Regions from separate parts of the Zea mays genome. Here region 2 is linked to region 1. Evidence: chromatin contacts called from public Hi-C data. All regions are on one chromosome and are shown on one strand. Each heading gives the region's core, a stretch centred on a gene start, on an enhancer-like site or on the middle of the called end of the contact. The rest is flanking DNA. Distances are from core to core; before and after follow the strand shown.

Region 1 (7,283 bases), core at 2,656-5,155:
CCTTTAAATAAGTGATGAGCAGTAGGGAGTGGCCCATACCTCTCTTTTGAATGGGATTGCTTCTTTTGTTCATGATGTATATATGTAGCAGGAAGCCAGGAGCTGAGGTCTATGGCCCATTCTGTAGTTTTAGCACATGATATGAAACCTTTGTCACTATAGGGTGCACATCCGCGCCTAATGGTCTAGTGGTCGGAAAGAGTCTTACAATTTAAGAGCTAGAACCGCAAGAAGCTTTGTTAGACACGTCCTTAATAGAGATGACAATGGATACCCACGACTCGATACCTGAAGCTACCCATTCTTTGCAAAACAGGCGGACCAAACTCATTCCTCCAGTCCAAACTTGCAAGGAGTGAGTCCATGTTGGATCACCTGGTTCTGTATAGGGTTATTCCACTAACCAAACTGATTATATATATGCGCAGTATATTTATATATATAGTTATTATAGATAGAGTAGAGTTTGAAATGTACGGTAAAGATACGTGAACTGATCAACTTATGGCACAAGGCCCAGAAATGAGAGGATGACATGAGTCGGATTCATTGCAAGTTTCTTCCTGTTGATGGGATTCAGAAGTAGTATTGACAATATCGACGACATCGTCTTTCTCCAGACATTGACATTATCAGTTGACGCCAACCATCACTCAACCGATAGAAGCCAATCAAAGAAGAAGAAAAAAAGCAAACAAGCACCGAATTTAGCAATAGGAGCAAATTTTTGCATGTTGCTTCTAGGATGTTGTTTGGTTCACGAAATGTAACGTAAATAATATCAATAGTAACGATAACAAATTTGAATATGCCAGTATCAATTTCAAATATAGTATCCGATTATGGATGTGCTTAAATAAACATAGACCCATGGATGTACTTAAATAAACATAGACCCATCACGTTACCAAACAGCACCTAGATATTTGCATGGGGGCATGGGCACAATGATAAGCTGAGCATAATTTCGCTCAACTCCGGTCGAGGGTGGCTAATGAGCAGTGCAGTTCACAGATGCTCTGTTCTTGGTCTCCCCAGCACAATTGGATACCATAAGGTATTGGCTTACAATAGAATTCAAATACAAAGAGAACCAGGTATCATACAATTACGTGTGCTAATGAAGTAACCAGAATTATCATCTGCATCTCCCATAGTGTGAGCACGACAAGATCCGGATAAACAAACAAATACAGCACGGTGTAATTAACAGGCACCTAGAATTGTAGTATCACACCCCAAGCAAATTGGCGTAAGCAGAAGACATTATAACACACAATGCAAAGAATCTGTAAAAAGCATACTCCTATTCAGCATGCGTTCACATCAGTTTCATTTATATACGAATGGACGTGAGCTATTTTTTCAGAAAAGATTAAATTTATGAGGCACAAGCATAAACACATTTGGTTCATTAGAAGCATACCGTTCTACAACGGAAAACTATCGAACAATTTTTAATTCATCACCAGTTCAGTCACATTTGGTACGTTAAAAGCATACCGTTCTAAGACGGAAAACTATTGAACAATTTTAATTCATCACCGGTTCAGTCAACTAAGATGAGAAGTTCAGAAGCAGATCTTCGAACGCACAATGCAGACCCCCCCCCCCTCCACCCCCACCCCCCAAAAAAAATCTAGTACAGAATCGTCGTATTCCTAAAATAGGGAGACTCCAAATGAAACCCAATACAAGGGATCATCATCATCCACTGATGAACATGTATTTAAGTAGTGATAGAGCCAATAGGGGACTGGCAGGGTCCATGGCCCCCTCATCACCCAATTTTTCTACAAAAGCTCATGAAGTTGAGGAAAAAACTTTTGCATGTTAGTAATTTATCTCTGAATTAACTTACCCCACCCACCCACACACACACCTTCAAATCCTAGTTCCAGTAAGTTTTTAAAGATAGTACCAGAAAATTTTCAGCAATAGTTCATCTCAAAAGAGAAGCTAAAACCAGAACCAAAAATCTAACAAACCAGTCATGTACACCAAACACACAGACGACGTAGTAGATGCTCACATACACTATCCAAAAAAATATATTTGACATCCCGTCCCCAGCTACTAGAAAGGCAGACAAATTACCCTATATCATCTATGACAACCAAGCATCTCAAATGAGAGAATGGGAACACAAAACTTGATGTAACATTATAGCAGAGGGTCACATACACTAAGGGCTTGTTTGGGAACAAGTGTAATGAAGAGTATTGATGGGGCTAGAATCCCTCACTATTTAAAATTGAATAGTGGAGGATTATAGCCCCTTCAATCCCCTCTATTGCCCTTACTCCCAAACAAACCTTAAGAAAACTATAGTTCCCTTCCCCAACTAGAAAGGCTGGTGACAAACTGACAATGAAATAACAGAACAGTCACAAAATATTGTGGTATCATAAATAAAGCATAGGGTTCTCATCATGCAAACTTGCAAACCAATATCATGTATAAACAGAAAGTGCCCAAAAAGATTGTAAGTGATACACAACAAAGGTAGTTGAGATGAGATTCGTATTACACTGACAGTAAGTGTTGTAAACCAGTAAATTTCATTCCATCTAAGAAAAAACTTGGGCATAATGCATTGCAAGGTACATTTAAATTTTGAAGACCTGCAATACCTCCGTGGTTCGTATGAAAAATTACAGTATCTTAGGAAACACAAACAATCCACGAACAAGTCTAGCACAGCAACCAACTCACTGTATCCTAAATTCCTAATTGAAGGTCAAAATATTCCTTTACCAAACTCTTCCAATTTAAGGCTAGGGGTGGATTGAGGGGATTGGAGAATCCATCCCTAACTGAACAGGCCCTTAAAGATAAGCAGAGCTGCTGAGGAAGGGCAGTGCAGCGAGAGACATGAGCATCTCCGAGGAAGCATCACCCTTCCTGGCGTGCTTTGCCCTCGAAAGCTGCAGCTGCATGTCCACAAAAGACCGCATCCGCTTCAGCTCCAGATCCTTGAGGAACTTGATTCGCTGCCTCTCCATCTCCTCTGCGTGTCGCTGCTTGGCTGCTTCCATGCGCTCGTACATATCCGCGAAGGTCTCGATTGCCCTCGCTAGCTCCCCGAATCCACCGCTCCCGCTGCGCCTCTTCCTCTTGGTGCCAACAGCAGGAGCACCACCGGAGCGAGAAGATACAGAACGTGACGGCGACTGCTGAGAGCCTTCGTCATCGTCGTACTCGTTGTTGTTGTAGCCATCTTCCGAGTCGGACTCCGCGGCGGCGGCGGCGGCGGCGGCCGCCGCGGCGGCCTTATGGATGAAGTTTGCGGAAGGGAGGTCGGAGCCACGGCGGTAATTGTGCAGCGGGAGGGCCACGGGAAGCGGCGGCGGCGATTGCGGCGACGGGGAGCGCGGCGGCGTCTGGCGCCTCCGGAACACGGGCAGCGCGGCGCGCGGCGGGGACGGTTTCTTGGTGCCGTTGAGCGTGGGCCCGACGAGGATGTCGAGCTGGCCGTAGAAGGACCACGGCGACGGCCCGCCACGCGCGCGCTCGGCCTTGTACTTCTTCTTGAGCGTGTCGACGCGGTTCTTGCACTGGATGTCGGTGCGCGGCGGGCGGCCGCGCGCGGAGGCCCCCGGGCGGGAGTTGACGGCGTCGGCGACCTCCCGCCACTGCGGCTGGCGGAGGCTCCCGCGGTTGAGGTCGAGGTAGCGCGAGCCCCAGGCGTCGACGAGCGCCGCCGTCTCGCCCTCGCTCCAGCAGTCCTCCCGGTACGGCAGGTTCGGGTTCGGCGGGGGTAGCTTCCCGTCCATCGCTCCTCCTCCTCCCAGATCTCTCCGCCTCACGACGACGACGACCTAGCCTTCTCTCTCTCTCGTTTGCGCGTGGAGACGAACGAACGGACGGACGGGCGGGCGGGTGGATAGATGTGGGGGCGGCGGTGGAGGAGACGAGGCGGGGTGGGGATTAAAAGAAGGGGGAGGGGCGGGCGGCGAGGGGAGGAGCGCCGGCCCGTGGACCGTGGCGACCGCGAGTCCGCGACACGGCACGTGGACGAGCGGCGCAGATCCATGGAGTTTGGTGCGTGGGGGAGCAGCCGCCGTTGGATCAGCTCGTCGTTTGGGGCCGGGCGGGTTTGACCGGGACACCGAGCCGGCGAGGGATTACCTGCTGGCGCTGGGGACGGAGCGGAATTGGAGTCGGAGAGCGAGATCGGCGGCCTCGGCGTGGTTCAGTACTTCGGTTGGCCGGCCGGGCGGCACGGCGCGGGATAGGTGGGTGGAGTGGGACGGGACGGACGTGCGGGTGCGGGGCGGGGAAGTTACGCGGCTCGCGCCGTGCCGAAACAGCCGCCCGTGCCGAAAGAGATGGTTCTTTATCCCGTAGCGTCAACCGGTTTTTTTTTTTTTGCTGATAATGCTTGGTTGACGGAATGACGATATCCCTGTTTTTTCGGGGCTGTTCAGCGGTCAAGCCCCATCTGCTCGCCGTGGCGTTTTTTTTACCGCGCCGTTACGGTTTTTTCTCGTGTGCCGGCTGTCCGCCGTGGCTTTTTCCATGGCACCCGGAGCTAGGATGCTCCTAAAACATCCAAATTGTATAACAAATTTAATGTTTTAATATCGATGTATATATAATTTGGTGTTAACCTTTAGCCATGTTGTTATCATATTGTTATAGACAAAAATAATGTTTTTTTATAATTTTGTTTGCATTATTTTCTCCCTACAAGTATCTGTATCCAAAATTTTATATTAATTATTTAAAAGGAAATAAAATGAATTGGAGATTTTTTTTATGAATCACATTAAACTCAATATTGAGAATAAAAATATAAATTTACATAACAAATTCTATACCCTATTTGTTAAGAATTAAAGAAAGAAGACCAAAAATTTAATATCCGAATAAGTATTCAGATTCATCTCTATCCGGAGCGGCCCTAGTATAAGATCTGGAGCGGATAGACCGAAAACATGATTCTTCTACAACAGCTCGTGCCCTACGGTGCCCACACCGCTTCCTCCTTTACCGACAGTCTCGAGCGAAAATCAGCTAGGACCGACGAGCGCGCATGTTCGACCGAGCCACCTTCCCCCGTGCGGCTCCCTTCACGTCCCGCTCGACTCCCTTTCATGCCCCACACAGCTCGCCTCTCTTCGTCCAATAAAACATAAGTCATTTTTAGGGAAAATCTTATTTTTCGGGAAAATATTAAGTTATTTTTGTTTTTCAGTCATGCTCCATGTTTTCTCATATTTTTCAGTCATGCTCGACTCGCGGTAGCACGCGTATGGGAGGCGGCTCACTCAGTCGGCTGGGGGACGCGAGCGGGGGAGCGGCTCGGTCGTCTAGAACACGAGCGTGCTTGGCTAGAACGTCGACGACATGTGCTCACAACATCCACCGCCAATCTCCTACAGCACACGATCATCGCCCTCCAGCGGGAGTTTGTGATGAAGAACCTAGGGCCCCTCCACCACTTCTTAGACATTACTATCGAACGCGGCCGCAGGGTCTCTTTCTTCACCGGCGCCAGTACAACATCGACACCCTGGAGCAGGCTGACATGTCCGACTGCAAGCCCTACTCCACACCTGTCGATACTCAGGCAAAGCTCTCTGAGTACGACGGCCCCCGGTCACCGACGCGACGTCCTACCGGAGCCTAACCGGCGCGCTCCAGTACCTCACCTTTTGCAGATCTGACATCGCCTATGCCGTCCAGCAGGTGTGCCTGCATATGCACGCGCCGCGGGAGCCCCATCTCACCGCTCTCAAGTGGATCATGCGCTACCTCCACAGTTCCCTCGACTATGGCCTCCTACTCCGACCATCCCGACGTCGAAGCTCGTGGTCTACACCAACACTAATTGGGTTGGTTGTCCCGACACACGTCGGTCCACTTTCGATTATACCGTATTCCTAGGCACCAACCTCGTCTCCTAGGCCGCCAAGCGACAGCCTGTCGTCTCCCATTACACCGCAGAGGCCGAGTACTATGATGTGGCCAGCGGCGTGGCGGATGCCTCCTGGCTACGCCAGTTATTCCACGAGCTCCACAGTCCCCTTCAGCACGCCACCCTCGTCTACTGCGACAACGTCAGCGCAGTCTACCTCTCCACCAATCTCGTGCAGCGTCAGCACATGAAGCATGTGGAGATCGACCTACACTTCGTCCGCGAGCGTGTCGCTGCAGCTGGCGTTCGGGTTCTCAGTGTTCCCACCACACTGCAGTTCGCCGAGATCTTCATCAAGGGGTTACTGTCGAGTGTATTTTTAAACTTTCGATCCAGTCTCAACATCTGCACATGATACAATTGCGACTGTGGGGGTGTTAGAATACCCATTTAGGGTTTGGTGCTTTCCCCGTGTGATTACCCTCTCACCTCTGTGTAATGGGTCTGGCTCAGTTAACTCAAGTATATTAATACAACACCCAACCCTAATCCATGGGTTAGGGTTTCCCACAACTTATACTTAGTAATTTCTAATAGAATTCTGACCAATTTAATTAAAAGCTAGTGCTCGGCCTCGTCATATTCGTTGATAAGCCTTACACTACATTTTGTTCATACACATTTACTGAGCTATGATCGTAAGGGAGCTCACACTTGCTATGAACTATACCGAGGTCAAGAGTAGGTACCGCCAGAGGACTACTACGATGAGTTCGATATGATCTAGATCGTCGGCTTCCAGTCAATCGCGTTAGTGAAGAAGATATCTTAGTTCAGTTTGTTTTATTCGGTTATTTTTTTTAAGACATTTGATGTAATAAAGTTTGTGACAGTGATTTCTATATACACTATATCGTCATATATTTGAAACTTGATTCTAACACATATATAAGATACATCTAGATTTATCTTTAAATTTAGGTGTGACACATGACCTATCTGTGTAGTCCATGGTGGATGGGGAGGTTGGTGTAGGTATGGGTGTGTTGTACTAGGTCTCCTAACCCCTCTTTTCTCTTCGTACTATAATGGTGCGTGGTCGAAAAAATAAAAAACCTAATTAGAGATAAAATTTGATGAGTTTTTTTATTCCAATACAGGATGACATGACATTCTTTGACATTCTTTTAGGGCGAGTTTAGCCCCTCGGGAGGGAGCAGTTCCTAGGAGGCGTTTGGTCCGGCTTAATCAGATTACAAAGGGGAATAGATATCAATACAGATGTTTGGTTTGAGCAGCTCAACCTGGAATCAAATACACTGTAATCTGATAACAGTCTATGTATTTGTGATCCCGTCTGACTCCAGGGTGCCGTTTGGTTCATATATTGATAACGTAATGGGTAACCGGTAACGTTAAA
Region 2 (7,283 bases), core at 3,228-5,727, 120 kb after region 1:
CCCCTAGGATGTAGGCTCGACGTGTCGAGGCTGGATACCAGCATACCTAAAAGAGTTGGCAACGGCCCCCAGGAGGCAGCCTCGACTGGGACCTGGACCTGAACATAACTTCAGCTATGGAGCATTAGTAGCACACCCATAGGACCCATCGCTTGATACTAGCCATCCTTTGATATAGGCACGGGACCTGCAGGATTTAGTCTGGGAAGCCAAGTTGTGTGTCCGGACCCCTGGACCGCGGTTCTAGATACTAGGACACCCGTCGCAGAGTGGTGGAGTGTGCAAGCTTACGGTACGGGACCAGGCTAAGCGGCTACACGGCTCCGGACCACCCCAGGAGACAAGCATCCATTCTCTAGAACCGGACCCTAGTTTACCGGACCCACAGGACTATAGCTTCAAATACTAGGGTATCCGTCATAGAGTGGTGGAGTGTGCAGGCCTAGGGTGCGAAACTAGGCTAAGCGACTACACAGCTCCGGACCACTCCATGGAATGAGTTCCCGTTCTCCAGAGCCGGCTCCCAGGCTACCGGACCCTCCTGCTTTCGCAGAGGGGTCCTAAACTGCAAGCCTAGCCATTCAATTCGTATGCCATCATGTCAGCAGGGGTGGGAGACCGTATGGGTGGGTTAGATAAAAATAATAATATCTAGAATATGTAGCAGAATAAAACCATCACAGGGGCACATCTGAGGGGGTAAATTCTTTCCTTATAACTTGACATGCATGAGTGCATACCAACAGGTCGGGCTTATGAGGGCGGACCTCATCGGGCTGGCGTACACGTATGCACAACCTAGTTAACAGAAGAAATCATAACCCCTCAGACTTGCTTGTGTGGGTAGGACTTACAGGAATACTCTATATTCCGGGGATTGGGAAGAGGCACCCCTTCAGTTGTGGAGAGGCGGGTACTCCCGGGTCGGCATACTTCCGTCACCTTGAAGGGTCCTTCCCAACTGGGGGAGAGTTTGTGGAGCCCTTCTCGGTTTAGTACTCGCCGTAGGACTAGGTCCCGGACCATGAGCTCCCTACTATGCACGATCCGCTGGCGGTGGCGCCCGAGCGCTTGGTCATACCGTGCATTTCAGGTCGCCGCTTGCCAACTGCGTTCGTTGATGAAGTCCACGTCCTCACACGCAGCAGCTATTCCTGCATAGACTCGTTAAAATACTGGACCCGTGAGGATCACATAAAGGTTTCCAAGGGAAGGCAGGCTTCAGCCCCGTAGACCAGGAAGGGCGGGGTCTCCCTAGTGGCCTCACTAGTTGTCATCGCCGGAGTCAGAGTTTTCGGTGAAGACATCCTTCAGGACCCCCTCGGGTGACTGATACCCGAGGTCCGGTTCTCCCACAACTACCTCGCCGATGTCGACCCTTTCCTTGCCAGGCCGACGGCGAGGAGGGGGGCGTCCTTGGAGGTCTGCTCGCGCCTTTCGCTGACGCGCTTCGCGAGTTCGATGATCTCGCGACACTCCGCGGCGCTATGGCGACTGTTGGGGTGTACAAGGCATGAGCCACTGTTACCCCTCTGCGGCCGTGGGCGCTTGTTGCGCTCGTTTCGACCCCCAGTCGCAGCTGCGACGACCGGATCAACAGACGACGACCTTTCGGAGCCGCGATTCTTCTTCTTCTTCTTTTTGCCGTCCTGAGTGACGACACCCGAGCCACCCGTCTGGGCAACCCCGGTCTGTGGTGCCGAGTGCCATGCACGGCCCTCGGCAGCCCTGGCGCACTTGTCGGCCAGAGCGAAGAGCGTGGTGACAGTTTCCACGTCATGCGTGGCCAACTTCTCCAGCATCTTTTCATCACATACCCCCTGGCGGAAAGCAGTGATGATGGATGCATCGGAGATACGGGGTATAGTTCCTCATACCCTAATGAAGCGGGAGATGAAGGTCCGGAGAGTTTCCTCGGGCTCCTGCCTCACTGCATGGAGGTGAGCCTCCACGCCATGCCGCTGGTAAGCACTGGCGAAGTTCGCTGCGAACCGCGCACAGAGCTCTTCCCAGGAGTAGATTGATCCTGGGGTAAGGTTCATGAGCCAAGTCTGGGCAGGCCCAGACAAGGCAACATGAAAATATATTGCCATTACGGCGGTGTCTCCACCTGCTGCCATAATGGCGGTGACGTACACCTGCAAGAATTCCGACGGGTTGGACGTACCGTCATACTTTTACGGCAGGTGCGGCCGGAACTTGGATGGCCAGGTCGCTGCGTGGAGATGATCTGCGAGTGATGCGCAGCCCACGCCGGCTAGAGGGACACTCGCCTGGAACCGGGCGCCTATTGGGGTTTGCGGTGCTACCGCAACAAAGTCTTGATCGAGGTTCCGACCCTCGATGTTTAGTCGGCGCTCACGCGCCCTCTCTAGAGAGACTCGAGCGTCTTCGCGACCCTTGAAGTTTTGTCGGCGCTCCCGCACCCTCTCTTGAGAGGCCCAAGCATCCTCACCCGCACGCCTGCGGTTGAGCTCTGCTCGGAGGTCGTCGGTCTGTGCACCCCTCACCGAGGGTGAGCGCACAGACGTCGTCGCCTCATGTTGGCGTCGGGATGACCGCGACCTAGACCTGGTCGAGCCGGAGTGCGCCATGCCGAGCAGTCGGTCGACGTCATCACGCCACTGCTTCATGGCCCCCGGTGAGGCCGTGAAGCTTGGAGGGTGGCGCAGCAACTCCCTGGCCACAGACAACGCCCCCAGAGCTGCCCTTGACAGAGTCCGGGATGTCTGCGCAGTTGTATGCTGCTGCGCAGCGTGCACAGCAGCAGTGCCCGACACTGGGCGGTTGGGAACCCGTGGCGTGGAAGAAGCAGCTTCCTCCTCCACCAGGAAATCCTCCGAAGTCTCGGCGCGGTGCTCAACGATTTGCACCATCTGCTGAACAAGAAAACAAGCAAAAACCTAAAGCCTAGCCCCCTACCTGGCGCGCCAAATGTCGGAGAGGAAATTCTCCGTCGGGTGGCGGAATGCACCCGCCCTAAATCCTAAGATGAGGAGGGGCCTAAGCGTTTTGCCTGTCTACTAAGCGATGAACAAACACAAGAACACACAAGGATTTAGAGTGGTTCGGGTCGCCGGAGCGTAATACCCCACTCCACTGTGTGATGTATTGAGTTTGAGAGCTTGTATGAACTTGTGAGCCTGAACTGGGTCTAAGTGTGTTTGAGTCTCCTTTGTAACGCCGTGTGCCCTCCCTTTTATAGCTCAAGGGGGCACATACAAGGATACTGAGCCCCGACATGCGGGCCCAGGGACATAACAGATGTAATACTTGGAGCAACTAATCCCGTCGCCAGTGCAATCTCCTTTCGCCCTGATATCCGCGGTCTGCGTAGTATTGGCGTGCAACGGAAGCTTCTCTGGCAACGTACGAGTGATGATGAGCACATCGTATGCCGCAGCACGGGCGTACTGCCTGCCACCGGAGTGGACAGGCACGCCGCCTGCAGGATGGTCTGGTTGCCGCCCGTCAGCAGAGCGGACATGGCTCATTTAATGCTGAGGCGGCATATCGCTTGTCAGTGGAGTAGATATGGCGTATTTAATGCTAAGGCGACACATCACCTATCAGTTTGACAGGCGATGTGCCTCATCCGCAATAAATGCGCGCGGCCTAGAGGCCTTACGTCCGGCTCCGCCCGTTGGCTTACGTCACGGGCAGCTGGCCACGTGGCAGCATCGGGTCTCCGCCTGAGCGGGGAGCAGAGGCGTACGCAATATGGTCCGGACATGTGTCGACTCCGGACCCCCGCCTGGCCTTGATTAAGGTCCGGGTACTCCTCCTAGAATCCCGGGACCTTGTTGTGAGTGACCTGGCCCCCACACAGGGAGGTCCGGGACCCGTCTCGGGGGCCCGGTCTGTACTCGCGGATGTCCTGGACCCTGCCCGGAGGTCCATGCTGTGAATCCAAGGGTCCCGCACATTCTCGTGGGGGTCCGGACCCACTGTTGACACCATGGAGTATATCGTCTCCTCCGGCAACGCGGCGGCCCCGGCGCTGCCCACGTGGTGGGGTCAGGCGCTGTTTGCCACGTGGCTAGAGGTAGCCGCATGGACTCCGCGCCTTCACACTGTAGTAAGGGGTACCCCTGATTCAGGGTATCGACAACGGCCTGAAGGTGTTTGGTTCCCATGAGCAAGGAGGTATTTGGATCCCCTTACTAAACTTTACTCACTATCACATCATCGAATGTTTAGACGCTAGTTAGAAATATTAAATATATAGTCTAATCGTAAAACTAATTACACAGACAATTAGGACTAAACGATAAGATGAAACAACTAAGACTAATTAGTTCATGATTCGAACTCGAGATTTCTATCTTTGATATCATATTAGAGTGCACATACACTAACCATTTCAATCAAAAAAATTAAGCCGTTAGGAGAAGATAAACAATCTCACTTATACACTTCAACGGTGAGGGGACTAGAGGAAGAGGGCAGACACCGTGTTGAAGCTGGCATTCATTCTGCTCAACGGCCCAGGATGCCTGCCTGCATGTGCTATGCTGGGTTGGTTGGTCCCAGGGGTTGGATTTCTCGAGCGAGAGGACCGGTTTCTCAGTAAATTTACTGTTTTTGGTTGAATACAAAACATAATTTTTGGTCCAATTTTCCCGTTTTCTATGTATTTCGGTTCCAAACAAAGGCCAACATTTTTTTGCCAAAACAAAATTTTGGAACAATAAAAACAAAAAAGGATGAACCATGGTTGGTCCACTTCGTCGGAAACGATGTGCCGGTAGTCAATATCCTAAACTTTTAGGATGGATGCGCATCGGAAACCCGTACGCAAGCAATGACGCAACGGGCCCCTCCTTCCAGTTTAGGATGGATGCATCATGTTCATGCATGCACATCCACCTCACGGCCCACGTTAGCATTTATGCATCGCCGTCTTCCAGGTCCAGACAGAGAAAAGAAAAATCCTCCCCGTGGATCGGCATGATCGAGACAGGATTCGAGATATCACGAGCACGTACATGCGCAAATGACGACCCATGCATGCATACAGCCGATCCATTCATGGTAGGCCAAATCATTATATACCGATGGATGGACGTCCCTTTTTCGACGGGCGAACATTGAACGCACGTACGCATAATCTAATCGTGCCTATGAATGGTCAAGCGGAAGCGGACATCCTCTGATCGAGATGCATGGGTGATTACCTTTTAGCGCAAGTAGAATAATATACTACTAGGATATAGCTAAGCTGAACCCAGTGGTGAAGGGGACAAAAAAAAAGAAAAGAAAAGGAAGGGGGAAAATCGAATGAACAGTAATAAAAACAATTGTAAGAAAAAAAGCTATTAGTACTAAAGAGCTAACTACTATATAAATTTAAAAAATAGACTTTAAAAATCTCTATCTCTACTATATTAAAGCACCAGTTTCGACGGTCGTTCCACACCATATTTTTACAACAAATAACTCCTTCTGTTGTTTGAAATGGTCCACAAGACATATTCTCTTCACATCGATGGCATCTAATCCAATTCGTCTATCAACTCCTCGTCCTCAGCGAAACCGCGCCCCACACGGTGCACGAGCGCCTCAGTTACCCACACAATGATACAAACCCATGCACGTCGTGTCAATGCACTGCGACAAGAGCCCAACAACCCATGCACGTCGTTTCGTAGGGGATGGGGAAAGCGATTTCAGCAGACCCACACACGCCGCATCTTCCATGCATAGAAACGAGGGGAAAGCAGTTTCACCAGTTGCGGGGTGTAGCCATTTTACCCATCCTAATCTGCCCACCAACATGGCTACAAAAAGTCGTACCGAGGTCCCTCAAGCGATAGTGGTGGTGGATCTGCTCGCCGCCGGTGGCCTGACACTCTCCAGCTACTCTGACTCGCCTACGTCCTCCAAGGTACGCACGTACGTACATCTGATTTTTTGGCTCACTGACTCCACATGCATCTTCGCATGTCTGTCCACCGGTTCGTGTCACGTTCGTGGAACCTAATAGAGACGGACGCTGACGGGATGGAGGGCATCGGCGGTTAGGCATGGGCCACATGGAGGGCATTGACAGCAAATCACCACCCATAGGCACGACGACGGGCATTGGCGGCAAGGCGCCAACCTTCGGCACGACGGGGGGCATTGGCGGCAAGGCGCCACTTTTGGCATCAGGGGGTACTGTAGTTGACATAGGGGGCAGCGCGGCGGTGTTCGACACCACATGGATCTGTGGCACGGCGTCCACCGCGAGAACCGTCGGTGGCGAGCATCAGTGGAAGGGTGGCCACAGGCATGATCGACGGCTTCGACACGACAGGAATGCCTGGGACGACAATAGGAGCGACGGGGACAGGGCGTGAACAAGATGTTGCACGCGCCCACCGCGGGAACCGTCGGTATGGCGAGCATCAGTGGAAGGGTGGCCACGGGCGAGCGACGGGGGCAAGGCGTGAACAAGATGTTGCACACGCCCACCGCGGGAACCGTCGGTATGGCGAGCATCAATGGAAGGGTGGCCACGGGCATGATCGACGGCTTCGGTACGACAGGAATGCCCAGGACGGCAATAGGAGCGATGGGGGCAGATCGTGAACAAGATGCCACACAGTGTAGCACGTAGTGCTGCCGTCGCCGATGAACATGATGAGCGCTATCATCACGAGCGTCGTGGCGGGGAAGAGAGACGAAGCGTCACAAGTCATCGCTAGCGGCTAGGAGAAGTGCTTCCTCATGAGTGAGGAGCTACAAGGCCATCGCGCGCTTGCGACGGGTTCTTGACGAGCATTTTATTGTAGCTCCATTCAAAGTTGAGCGTGTACTGTTTCGCGAGAGCTAGGCCAGTTGGGAACGAGATAGAAATGGTTGGTGACCTTCCGATGCAAAGCATGGACGACAGATACGTAGTGGATGGCTTTTGTCCGAGGCATTTGGTTCATTAGCTCATCTGTTTCTTGTAGATGGATCGGAATTAACCGCCCCTCGTGCATGACATAAGACGATATTGGGCACCGCTCAACTCATGCATGGCTCATGTATGGTGCATCATGAATTCCCACATGGCCTCTATTTGATAATTGTTGAGGCATGTTTTCTTCTCTATCAGATTATTGTGCAATAGTCAGAGACATCTTTATGGTTCTATCTATCCATGAATTATGCGTTTAATGCGTGTCTAAGAGAAAATAAAAGTTACATAGGTTCAGTGAAAGATCTTGTGGGTCTTTAAAACCGACAGTCATACCGTGTGTTTATATGGAGTCAATGTCTTGAGTTACAAGTTATCAAGGTTGTTACAACATATA

The links. Hi-C and Micro-C count contacts between places; a contact is called where the count stands out from the background.
Region 2: a Hi-C map of leaf shows a contact between it and region 1, with 3 times the contacts expected there. The contact joins the enhancer-like site here to the promoter of LOC100282650 in region 1. A contact is called at or near these places in 7 of 25 Hi-C or Micro-C datasets (ear, leaf, root tip and 2 more).

What each region holds. Positions count from the first base shown.
Region 1 is chr8:154,072,174-154,079,456 of Zm-B73-REFERENCE-NAM-5.0, forward strand. It overlaps LOC100282650 (6b-interacting protein 1), which reads right to left and starts at 3,906. Exons shown (of 1, transcript NM_001155558.2): 1 at 2,543-3,906. The coding sequence starts at 3,776. The coding sequence ends at 2,829.
Region 2 is chr8:154,190,909-154,198,191 of Zm-B73-REFERENCE-NAM-5.0, forward strand. All of the region lies in intron 1 of LOC103636167 (monothiol glutaredoxin-S11), which reads left to right. Among protein-coding and RNA genes, the nearest start is that of LOC103636167, 8.2 kb to the left of the region's middle. Within about 2 kb of position 4,478, at least 17 of the 20 cell types and tissues checked have an H3K27ac peak or open chromatin away from gene starts, as enhancers often do. A contact at or near this core is called in ear, leaf, root tip and 2 more, where this site is marked.